2 separate regions of the Rattus norvegicus genome follow, and region 2 is linked to region 1. The links are chromatin contacts, called in public Hi-C maps. All regions are on one chromosome and are shown on one strand. Each heading gives the region's core, a stretch centred on a gene start, on an enhancer-like site or on the middle of the called end of the contact. The rest is flanking DNA. Distances are from core to core; before and after follow the strand shown. Region 1 holds the start of Ppm1l (protein phosphatase, Mg2+/Mn2+ dependent, 1L). Region 2 overlaps Ppm1l (protein phosphatase, Mg2+/Mn2+ dependent, 1L).

What was found. Hi-C and Micro-C count contacts between places; a contact is called where the count stands out from the background.
Region 2: a Hi-C map of liver shows a contact between it and region 1, with 2.1 times the contacts expected there. The contact joins the enhancer-like site here to the promoter of Ppm1l in region 1. A contact is called at or near these places in 2 of 12 Hi-C or Micro-C datasets (frontal cortex and liver).

What each region holds. Positions count from the first base shown.
Region 1 is chr2:155,875,290-155,880,869 of GRCr8, reverse strand. It overlaps Ppm1l (protein phosphatase, Mg2+/Mn2+ dependent, 1L), which reads right to left and starts at 4,265. Exons shown (of 4, transcript NM_001107681.3): 1 at 3,821-4,265. The coding sequence starts at 4,219.
Region 2 is chr2:155,915,482-155,921,248 of GRCr8, reverse strand. The region is part of intron 1 of Ppm1l (protein phosphatase, Mg2+/Mn2+ dependent, 1L); the gene reads right to left. Among named protein-coding and RNA genes, the nearest start is that of Ppm1l, 42 kb to the right of the region's middle. Within about 2 kb of position 4,193, at least 3 of the 93 cell types and tissues checked have an H3K27ac peak or open chromatin away from gene starts, as enhancers often do. A contact at or near this core is called in liver, where this site is marked.

The DNA.
Region 1 (5,580 bases), core at 3,016-5,515:
TCAGTCTTAGCAGGACCCAGGGCTTCCCCTTCCACTGGTGAAGAGCAAACTTCTTATCTCCACTGCTATGATCTGAGCTTTGTTCATAACCTTTGATTGTCTTGATCTCATGTTATATAAGAAAATCATTATTTAGCTTCAGTTGGCTACATACACAGGAAGCCAGCCATATGCCCATAATATGATAGATAGGATGTTCAAAGGGTCCCAGAGATTCAAAAACAGAACCTGGTCTACTGGATTACAGAGAGGAAGCTCTTTTAGACCTTATACATCTAAATAAAGTCACCGCCATCCAGTCGAATCTTCAGCACAAGTCCAGAGATGTGTTTGGGGGCGGGGGGAACACTTGTTGAACATGCTAACTCAATTCATAGGAGGCTGAAGTATAAATCAGAATAGCTACCAATTTATTAATTAACCACAGAGAATATTCCTTCTCAGTCATCAGAAACCACAAACCTGATAACCAGAATGCTACTTTCTCAATGTTCATAGAAGCCTTAGCTAATAATCAGAGGTTTTACCAGATGTTAGAAAGAAGGCACAGAGAATTAGTCCTGGGTGCCTCACAAACATCTTTCTAATGACGAAAGTTGAAACTCGCACAGGTAAACCATCCCTCCCTTGGCTATGGCTGCCACAGCATGGCAGACTTCCAGCTGTTTGAGCTGTCTTCAGTAACTCTCCATTGAGTCCTTCCAACACAGTAGGGCTGATTCACCTCGAATTCATTATCACCCCCTCTCTTTTTTGTTTTTTGTTTTCTTTAGATAAACTGCTCCCAGAAGCTGCTTAAGCAAGTGGCCCAAGGTCACAGCTGACGTGAAGAAACAGAGATTCAAAGCCAGCACCTGAGTCAAGCACACACTTTTTCAGGGCACGTGTGGCTCTGAGCTCGGCACTGGGCAGATTAAAGCAGGAGAAGGGCCAGCCCCTGCCAGCCTACGCCCCATAGCCAGACCCGATGTTTAACCACAAATAGCCTTCCCTCTTCATCTTCTTATAGTCAATGGTGACCTCCTGGAGCTTTACCTCCCCTACTTCTCAGTCTGGTGTAAATGAAGTTCCCAGAACACTGGAAGCACACTGCAGGGTCACTTTTGGTCTAACAGTCACTCTTATTAGACGGGGATTTCTCAGGAGGGCAGAAGTTCTGTCCGGTCACTTTTGTATCCCTAGAGGGCTAATGCATCTAGGTAAATACGCAAGCCTACTATCCAGTGAAAAGACCAACAAACCAAAAGCCTCAGACTGGCCATGTAGCCTGAGGGAGGGCACAATTTCTCTAGCTATCTGCACCTCGTCTAAAGAACGGGATGAATTGATAAGGATGAAATATATAAGCACAAGTCAAGTTCCCTTCTGAGTCTAAATCTGTGTGGCTTATTTTATCAGTATGAACTATCACGAATAAAATACAACTCATTTGGGGATGGGGATTTAGCTCAGTGGTAGAGCGCTTGCCTAGCAAGCGCCAAGGCCCTGGGTTCGGTACCCAGCTCCGGGGGGAAAAAAAAATACAACTCATTTAACCTCTGTGTTGTGTATGGCCATGTATGTGTACTTACATCCAGAAAAAGGCACCTTTTCTGAGAGGCTGTAACTATCAACATATATATATATACATATATATATATAAACACACACACACACACACATATATATATATATATATATATATATATCTCAACCTATAGATATAGATATATCACGCAGTGGCACCCTCCTCTGGTGAATGCTAAAGGAACCAAGAACACAAATGGCAGGAACTAGATGCTGGGACTGCCTTAAAACGATGTAACAAGAGAATAAAAAAAGAAAAAAAGCAAGAGAGAAGTCACTCAGCAGTATCTGTTACTATCACCATCCCAATAGCACATTTATAGAACTCCCGATTTTTTTCTTTCTTCAGGTAAAACAAATGCAGAGACACTTACCTGACTGCACCTGATTGGAGGAGAAACTACAGCTACTCTATTTTTGTGAGAATTGATAATGTTAACTATTTTGCAAACAGCAAGAATTTGAACGTTAGGCACCATAAAAGGCATTTCACGGTTTGGCTAATAGTGGTCACCTTCTCACTTAACACTTATTTAGATGTGTGCAGTGAAAGTGGAAAACACTTTGAATTAAAGGAAAGTGTCCACTGCAGCCTTTCCAGGGCAGCGTATTTATCCAGACACTGCTAGGAACGTTTCAGCTGAAACTTTTCGCTCTGCAGACAAATGTAATCGTTCAATCGAGTGCAAGTGCCAATGTCACATTTAGTGTTCTACACTGCCCGGTGTTCTACAACACTGCTATTCCATCGAAACTTCCAAAGGTGTGCTTTCAAAAGCCAGAAGCAGATTATCTGCAACTGTTCTACTGCAGATTTATAATAACTATGTTTATTAAATTATTTACAGGGGAGAGGCTCACAGCTTGCTTCCCCCCCACTGAGTCTAGGCACATAAAATGACATTATGACTCCGTCATTAAACAGCCACCCTTAGTAATTGGTATCTTTTTGCTCACTCTGCAGTGTCTCCTATCTCAATTAGCCTCCTGTCTTTGAGCTATCCTGTGGCCAAGGGGAGGAGAACTCCAAACCATCCTGAGACTACAAAAGTACAATGAATGAGAAACTTTCATTCTGAAGAACACATTATAAATGGGCAAAGGGCACCCCTTTGTTTGTTTGTTTGTTTGTTTGTTTAAAGATTAATTCCAGTCTTATCACCTAAGTTTTCCAAATGTTTGAAATGTTTGGTATTCTCACTGTACCTGGGCAACATTTGCAAACGGTGAGTGGAGAGCACAGATAAGACAACCAACTGAAAGCTTCCTCAGACCAAGAACAAGTAAACACAGCTCCCTGGAACCCATCCAGGAGCTGAAGAACCGTAAGACTGCGAAGGAAAGAGGAAGAGGAAGGGAGGGTAAAGGGAGAAAGGAATACTGCCAAGAAAGACGTAGGGAAGCGTGAAGCAATGCAACAGTTACAAGTGTCCAACTGAGGCAGATGTCAGGAGTTGCTCTGGAGACACATTTTAACACTCACTTCCTCTGGGCAGAAGGCCAAGGGCAGGACCTCTGGGAAACCTGAGACTCCACACGCCCAGAGTGTCGAATGTCACAGAAATAAGCCAGTACGACCTATAGCGGGCTTTAGCCTATTTCCTGCTCCCAGATAAACCCCAAACAGAGGCTTATAGAAGGAAGAGGACATCAGTATCCCCAAGCTGGCCACCGCACAGAGGTCAGGTGTGGCTACCGCCGGCTCTGCGCGTACAGCCACCTCTGCAAAGGCTAGGCAACCAAATCCCACCACCAGCGAGGCACCCTGTCCCCGGTCCGATTGCTCTAGCAAAGTTGGCAGAGTTGAAAAGAAGCGTTGCAGCTAGGGAGTCCTTCCCTAGCGCGAAGGGAATATAAGTCACAGCTTCCTTCACAGGATCTACCCAACTGGTGCAGGCTTCTTCCCTTAGGGGTACACGGAAGACACTATCTTCCTTAACCCGCCTCGAACTCTAGAATCGGGACACTGAGGCCCGGTGATAAAATTCACTGCATCTATTACTCATTCTCCCCGGAAAACTAGCAGTTATTAACTGGCCTCTGACCTTGGGAACTTTATATTAAAAATGCCACGGAATATCCAGTGTGTGTCTCTCGGCTAAACTGAACGCTCTCGTATCCAAGAATTCCTTGGCAGGGTCTTGGGAACTTCACTCGCCTTTGTCATCACCACGCCCCTCTCGCCCAGATCCGACCCGCGCCACGCACTAGACGCCTGGTTATTTACACACACATAAACCCAGAGAACTCCTACCTCGCCGCCGTGACCGTCAAAGATTCCGAAGATGGACGGGTGCGTCTTGTTGGCCAGATCCGTTAGAACTTCGAAGCGATCTTCCATGTGGTCTCTCCGGCCCTGGATGGAGTACACCGCAACATTATGGCTCTTGAATTCCCAGGTCTTGGAAAACTCGGCCTCCAGCACATCAAGTCCTCCAAGACGATCGTTCTGCATAATCTCGGCCACCTTGCCCTTCACCATCTTCACCGCGTCCCGGCTGGACTTGACGATGGTCTTCACTTCGTCCGTGTGGAAGAAGTAACTCCACAGAGCCAAGCTGATGCACAGCAGAAAAAGCGTCTCGGGTCTCAGTAAGAAGTAGCGCATGATGCGACCCAGCAGAGACAGCAAAGTCATTGTATCCTCTATCATTTATTATCCCTAGAGCCCGACCAGCAGCAGCAACGCGCGCCCCGCAGCTCGCGGGGTCCGAGTACTGCGGGCACAGCCCGCGGGGACCAAGGCGGAGAGGCAGCCCGGGCCAATAGGATGAACCCACGGCGGCCCCCAACAGTCGTCCAGAATGATGGCAGTTTCCCTTTTGTCTGGGCAGCCCGAAGGCCCGTGCCCGCCGCCCGCGCCGCCTTCCCTCCCCGCGCTCTTTGTGAGACCGCAGCGACGGCGGCGGCGGCGGCCGCCGCGGGTACCGCGGGTGGGCGACAGGAATCAAGTTAAAGTTGCGCCGAGCCGCTCAGCAACGGTGAACAGGATTTCGGGGTGCCGTTGCCCGCGCGGTCCCGTTGGGGATCCCCCCCTCGCAGTTCCCGGGAGCGATCGGCAGGTGAGGAAGCGCAGGGCGCAAGAGCCCGGCTGCGAGGGTTGCACGTTCCCTCGATCGCCGTTGCAGGCGAGCTTGGGGACGAGACAGCGGAACGCTGCGATTTCGTCACACATCCAGGGGGGTCCCCGAGACAATAAAAGTTTTGCCGGTGCCTGGGCAAAGGCAGGGGGACACCGAGCCGGGAAACGCAGCACGATGGGTGCGGAGCCGCCGGCAGGCTCTGCCTGCCTCTCCCCGGCACCTCGCAGCTCGGCTCGGCTCGGCTCGGCTCCGCTCGGAAGCTCCCGGCTCCGCTCGCGCTCGCCCCGCCCCGCCCCGCCCCGCCCCGCCCAGCCCTGAGAGCGGCGCTTCCAGACCTCGTACGGCTCTCACCCCGCTAGGAGCCCGAAGGAGCTCTCCCGGGCGCACGTGGGCAGCAGGCGGGTCGGGGAGAACCGCGGGGGTGAGCGGCGAATCCAGAGGCCCAGATCTAGCGGATTGTCAATTCTGCGTTGGAGGCCGGCTTCCGGGAACAATGAGACAATGACGTGAGTTCACTGAATGTTAGTTTCTTGGGCGGCACGGCTGCTCGCTGTGGAGCCGGGAGCTGTACCTGAGCGCCTCCCCCTCCGGCACGTAACACAATGGTACGGTCCACGCCAGGCCCTTCGTAGGGCTAGCGAGATGGGACATATTTCTCCCGGCTCGGGACTCGAAAGTGAGTGATTACTTCGGCCACCCGAGGCAGTCTCCACTCCCACAGAGACCCGCCAGGATCTCCCGAGAGGCAGGATTTGGACCCGGACCCCAACAACTATGTCTCTCTGACTGCAGAACCGGGTATCCCAGAACCGGAAGCTAGACTTGTAATGACAAAGGCGGGAGGTCCAGGAAGGGCTGGCCTCTGAAGACAGGGACTGTGCTGGTGACCACTCTTCCGAGGAGACATGGAGTGTCCCTCAGCGAGCGACTG
Region 2 (5,767 bases), core at 2,944-5,443, 40 kb before region 1:
AGAACTGTGAGAATTTGCATAAATCAAAGTGTAGGAAGGCAGGCCTTGTCTTCAAAGGTTCCCAGTCTAAAGGGGAAAAGGACAAGGATGTATAACTCGACTTGAGCATGCAGCGTGCAAAGAGCCAAAGCATTGAAGGGCACTTGGCTGGGCATCATGCAATAGGACAGAGAGAAGAGGGAGATGAGCCTGGGACGGCACACCAAAGACAGTGATCAAATGGCCCAGGTAAGAGCTAGCCAGGAGGGACAAGTAGGGAAAGAAACTTCAAAAGGATTAGAATGGGTGAAAGTTCAGAGCCCAGCAAGTTGTTTCTTCAGGTACAGTGAGTGAGAGCATGGATACAGAGGGCTGCGGAAAGAATCCAGTCTCCCATGAGCTTGGAGACCCGCAATGGAAACAGGACAAGCAGGCTGAGCACAAGGCATGTTGGCCAAACTAAAGCAGTTTTACCGGTCCAGGGAGGGAGCGCTGGTGAGGAAGCCCACGGGATGAGGGGTGAGGGGGGCGGGGGGGCCGGGCCATTGCCTATTGCTTTCTTAGATCTGGCAAACAAAAAGCTCAAAACTGACACAATCTCCAGATTTCCAAAGGATACTCAGAATCTAGTCCTTGAGTGAAATTGCAGGTTTTAAAATCTGACCAGGACTAATAAATGAGTCTGCGGGGTAGATTCTGCTTGTAAGCTGCTGGTGCAGGCTACACCTTTCCTAGAAAATTGCTGAAGGGCTTTTAGGCAAGGGAGGTGGTGTAAGATTCCAGCATTAAAACAGTTTGAAGTGCATTACCCTGCGGTGTTACAGTCGGAGAAGTCCAAGGGTGCAAGGGCTTTTCCAGCGATGTTGTGGGGGAGGGGGGACTTTCTGAAACGAACCCCCTAATCTTTCATTTGCCAAACTTAATACAAATCTTTCTTAACTTCTAAAAATCGCAAATATTCAGGTTGCAGGTTATGATCACACTTATTAGGCTCTAACCTGATGTAAATTACAGTGAGTTCTGAATTACACATGCAGCTGGATTACAGAGGTGGTTATCAAAATCTCAGATGATCTGCCAAGCAGGACAAGAACAACCTTCTCTGCTGGGAGCACAGCCAATGGTCTCCCACAGGGCAGGCTGATACAAAGGGGGTGGGAGGTAGAAGTGGGGTGGAGGAGAACCCAGGTGTCACAAGAAAGTCACCCTGAACCCAAAGAGGGCTTTGCCTCGAAGCTTCCCTGACTTGGATACTCAGTCTTTGTGTTACCTCCCCTCCCCCCCCGCCCCACCCCCCAGTCATTTGGCAAATGTGAGGGAAGAGCACTTTCCTTTCACATGCTATACTGCCAAATACTGTGGGGGCCAACCACAAACGTGAATTTCTTCACACTAGAAGTTGAGTGTGTTTTTAAAGTCGCCAGGGAAATAAATCTGGAGAGGTAAACAGAGCACTTGCAAGACACTCCAAGTATCTCCTAAAGACAAACACACACAAACTAAAACAAAATAAAACAAAAAACAGAACACCTGTCTTAAACTTGACAAAGGTCTGTTTTGCGAACACAGCTATCTACATAAAAAACTGGTATATGAGATTAGTTATGTGACTTCATAGACTTGATCAGGGAAAAGTAAAATCCCATCTATTTATTAAAAAACACCAACGTTTGCAGTCATGTTAGACCCATCATAGATAACTGGCTACAACTGATTCTCAAACCAGATAAGTAGACCGAGGACCGCCAAAAAAGAAAGACATACGGTTTATTTAAATAAAGAGCTAACTGCTTGGTTTTTTTCCTTCTTCAAGTTTTCTCAAAAAAAAAAGAAAACACATAATTACCATGTCTGGTAAAATGTGTGCCTTTGGTCTCTGCTGTCATGTCTAATTTTAGGTGTGGAAGTGGAATTCTCTCAGGCATTCTTACTTTCAAAGCTGCACTGTTGAACTTTGGGATATCAAAATCTCTGGAAGCCTGAAATTATCCAATAACATAATCCAACAAGCACAGTGGACCTTTAACAAGGAAGACACTTTTAAAAACAACCTTCTGATATTTTTTTAAAGATTAAATAATACCTAGGAAAAATCTTCAGGCCACTAAAGGCAGAAGAGGGGAAATGTATTTGAATATGAAAGCTCAAAGCCTGACATGAAAAAAAAATTTTTCGCCATCTATCAGTTGTCACACACAATCAAAAGTGCTAAATAAAAAATAACAGTGGTAAAATTCACTGAGAAAGACTGTTCTCCAACAGGAATACCGAGCAGTGCACGCAGCAGCCCATCTAAATGCTAACGTTTCAGGTTTCATTAGATCTTACAATGGCAATTTTCTTTGTTTTTAGGGTTGACAAGGTCTCACTGTATGGCCCAAGTACCCCTCAAACTCATGATCCTCCTGTCTCAGCTCTAGAATGATGTGAACACAGACTTGTGCCATTTTAATGAGTAATTTTTTTCTCAATGTAGACATTAGCATTTTTTTTAAATCAGTAGTTTCTTTTAAATATGGATGTGGAGGTTCTTACTCAAGACGGGCATAATTTTTGGTTAAACTATTACACAAATGGTCAGAAGGAAAAATGGGGCTGACCTGCCAAGAAGAGCTGGATTAAGGACACAGACCAGGGGCAACAACTGTCTGCGCATGCCTAGAGGACAGAGCGCTCCTTCACCTGGCAGAGTCGTTTCCTCCATCCTCCCCATCATCCTCCACCAGCCTTCTCCATCAGTGGTCCCTGATCTCAGGGTTCCCTTAAATGCAGTCAGACCAGCTGACCAGCACCCGTCTCTCCTCACCTCTCTCCCCTTCCCAGGGAACTCAGGAGTCTAACAGCAAACCCATAAAGGGAATTTTCCCATTCTCTATTTTGAGGCTGTGTTTGTGCTCTCCTTCCAATGAGTCTGGGTTGCACCGGGTTTTTTTTTTTAATTTTAAAGTCAAGCATGGTTGTACACGCCTATAATCCTGCACAGGAAATTAAGGCAGGAAGATCGTAAGTCTGAGGCTAGGCTGAGCAACGTTGTGAGACTCTGATTTGCCTAATTCTTATGCCTTACTATGTTTTATTTCCTTTACAAAATTAACTTTGCAAAAATACTCTCGGTGGGGCTGGAGACACGGCAGTTGAGAGCACGTGTTCTCATCCAGGAGCCGAGGCTCCATTCCCAGCACCCATGTCGGGGGGCTCACTTGTCCACTCCGTTCTACACGATCTGTAAGTCCGGCTCCCGAGGGAGGCAACAAAGGTGCCCCCTGTGTGGATATGAATTCACACACGCGTGCTTACACACAGACATACACATAATTAAAGATAATAAAAAATATAATGAGGTCTTAGAAATAAAATACGCTGCCTCAGGAGAACTACTGCTTTTGCCACAGGAAAAATTTCGAAACCCAGACCTTTGTTAACTTCCAAAGTCCACGTCCTTTCCATCACACCACACTGTCTTCTAATGCAGCCTTACCGAAGATGTTTATTACTTATAGCATAATGTGCACCAGCATTTGTGCCCGTGTGTATGCTTTTCTCAACCGGCTTGCTCACCACAGCCCTGAGAACTTAATAAGGGCGTGAATTTGCTGGACATGACAGTGCACACCTTTAATCCCAGCATTCAGTTCGCAGAGACAGATGGATCTCTGTTGAGTTCAAGGCCGGCATGGTCTTGAACAGGTGCAAATGCCATAGCACGTTTGAGACCAGCCAGGGCTACACACTGAGGGTCTGTGTCGGGGCATGGGGGAGACCGGAGAGAAGGAGAAAGTAAATAATAGTAAAGCGAGAGCCTAACTCAGGGCTCCACTGGCAAACTATTCTTCTTAATGACCATACGAGAACCTCTTCCCTGTGTTAAATAGCCCTAATCCTAAAAAAGCCTAATACCAGTGAGGGGTCACCCCAGCATCCTGAAATCTCAGTTCTAAACAACAGCCTAGAGATTTCTACCACTTGCTCAGTGGGCATACCACAACTCAGCCGTGTGACGACTCAGAACAGGGACCATCACAGATCCCCCAAACCACCTGGCGCTGGAGGTGCTGATGGCCTTGCTGGTGACAGTGCCTGTGCTGTCAGTAAAGTCAAGGGTGAGAGCAGGAAAGGTTAAACCAGGAAGGTTTGGTTAAGAGAACACTCGAGCTTTCTGAACACTGTGGAACATATCAGAGCAAGAAGAGAGACTTTCCTCGTCACATGATGACACAGGCCAGCAGTGTTAAATTGGCAGCTCTCTACTCCAGAGTGCCAGAAATAAAATATCACTATCTCTTGGTCCCTCACGTTGCAAAATACAGTCAAAAAGTTTTTCTTTACTCCAAGTGCAAAAAGCCTCAGAGCGAAGGTTCAATGATCATGTTCATTAGGGCTGTTTAGCCCTCAAGTGTTATGATCCTAAGTTTTAAAGAGCTACTTAACAAATGCATGGAAATTTGCAACCTACTTTTTTATTGCATGTCTACTGTACACAGCAATGCCCTCCAAGACGGCATTTGTTCCCCTGGGCAGTCCATTCCTACTCTGACAAATATGAAGGAATGATTTCACAAATCCACAGAAAATCCAGGATCCGCAAATGAGAAATAAATACAATATTTGACTTTCTGTGTCTGACGTACTTCATGTGATATGAAACTCTCCATCTGCAGCCATTTTCCCTCAAATGGCATGATGTCATCCTTCTCTACAGGTAACAAAAGCACCATGTTCCCTGTATCCTACGTCAACAGCCTCCCAGGGTAGTTTCCCAACTTAGGGATGTGGATGTTGCTACAGTGATCATAAAATGTGCAAGTAGCCCCGTAACGATCTGCTTTTAAACAACCAGTGAGCTCAGAGGAAATGTTTAAGGAGATTCTAAAGTCCTTAAAACAAGTAAAACTGGAGATGGGGCACAGCAGACCGTTTGGACATCAGCGAAGGCCTGTATCCGGCAGGCATCCAGGCCCAGGGAAAGAGGCCAGCGACCCACACCTGCACCAAAAAACAGGATCAGCTCTGGCGAAAACCTGATGCTGCGTCTCAGGGAACCAGGAAAATTACAAGGTAAAGAAACAGCGCAATCAGGACAGGAGTACGGGAAACAGAGACTTTGATGAGGCAAACAGCGTGAGACAATGAGCTCCTTCTTTAAAGAGATAGAGCAGGCAGACCCTTAATTAGACTAGGGGGGTGGAGTGGGGAGAGGGAGAGGGGTGGGGGGAAGACACGGATCCATGAAATCAGGGGGGGGGAGGAGGTTACAATCCACACGACAAGGTACAGAAGATCATTACTCACTACCACATGCCAACTAGTAGGAAAACCTGGAAGAAACGGACCAAGATTCCACCGTGAAGAAACACAACCTGAAAAGACCAGTAACATGAGAGTTACTGAATCAGTCATACAGTCAGCCGCCCAAGGGGGAAGCCCAGCGTGAGACCCACTCACTCCTGAGTTCTACTTAAAGATAGCTGCTGACCGCTGTATTGCTGACCGCTGTGCTGCTGACCACGTTACTGCCGCAGGCCTCTGACAGCAAGAACAAAAGCATCAGCCAAGTGTGGCACAGGCCTGCAATCTCTGTGCTCAGGAGGCTGAGGCAGGAGAATCAAAAGTTTGGGTTCTTTTGGCCTAGACAGCGAGAGGCCATCTCAAAGCAGAAGGACGAAAGAGAAGAACATGTGGATTAATGATATCAATTCACCTTCAAGTATTCAAGTAAGACAAGGAAAGAATTCTAAATGAATGAGGCCAGCTTTATTTGACCACCAAAACCAGAGAAGGAAAGACAAAA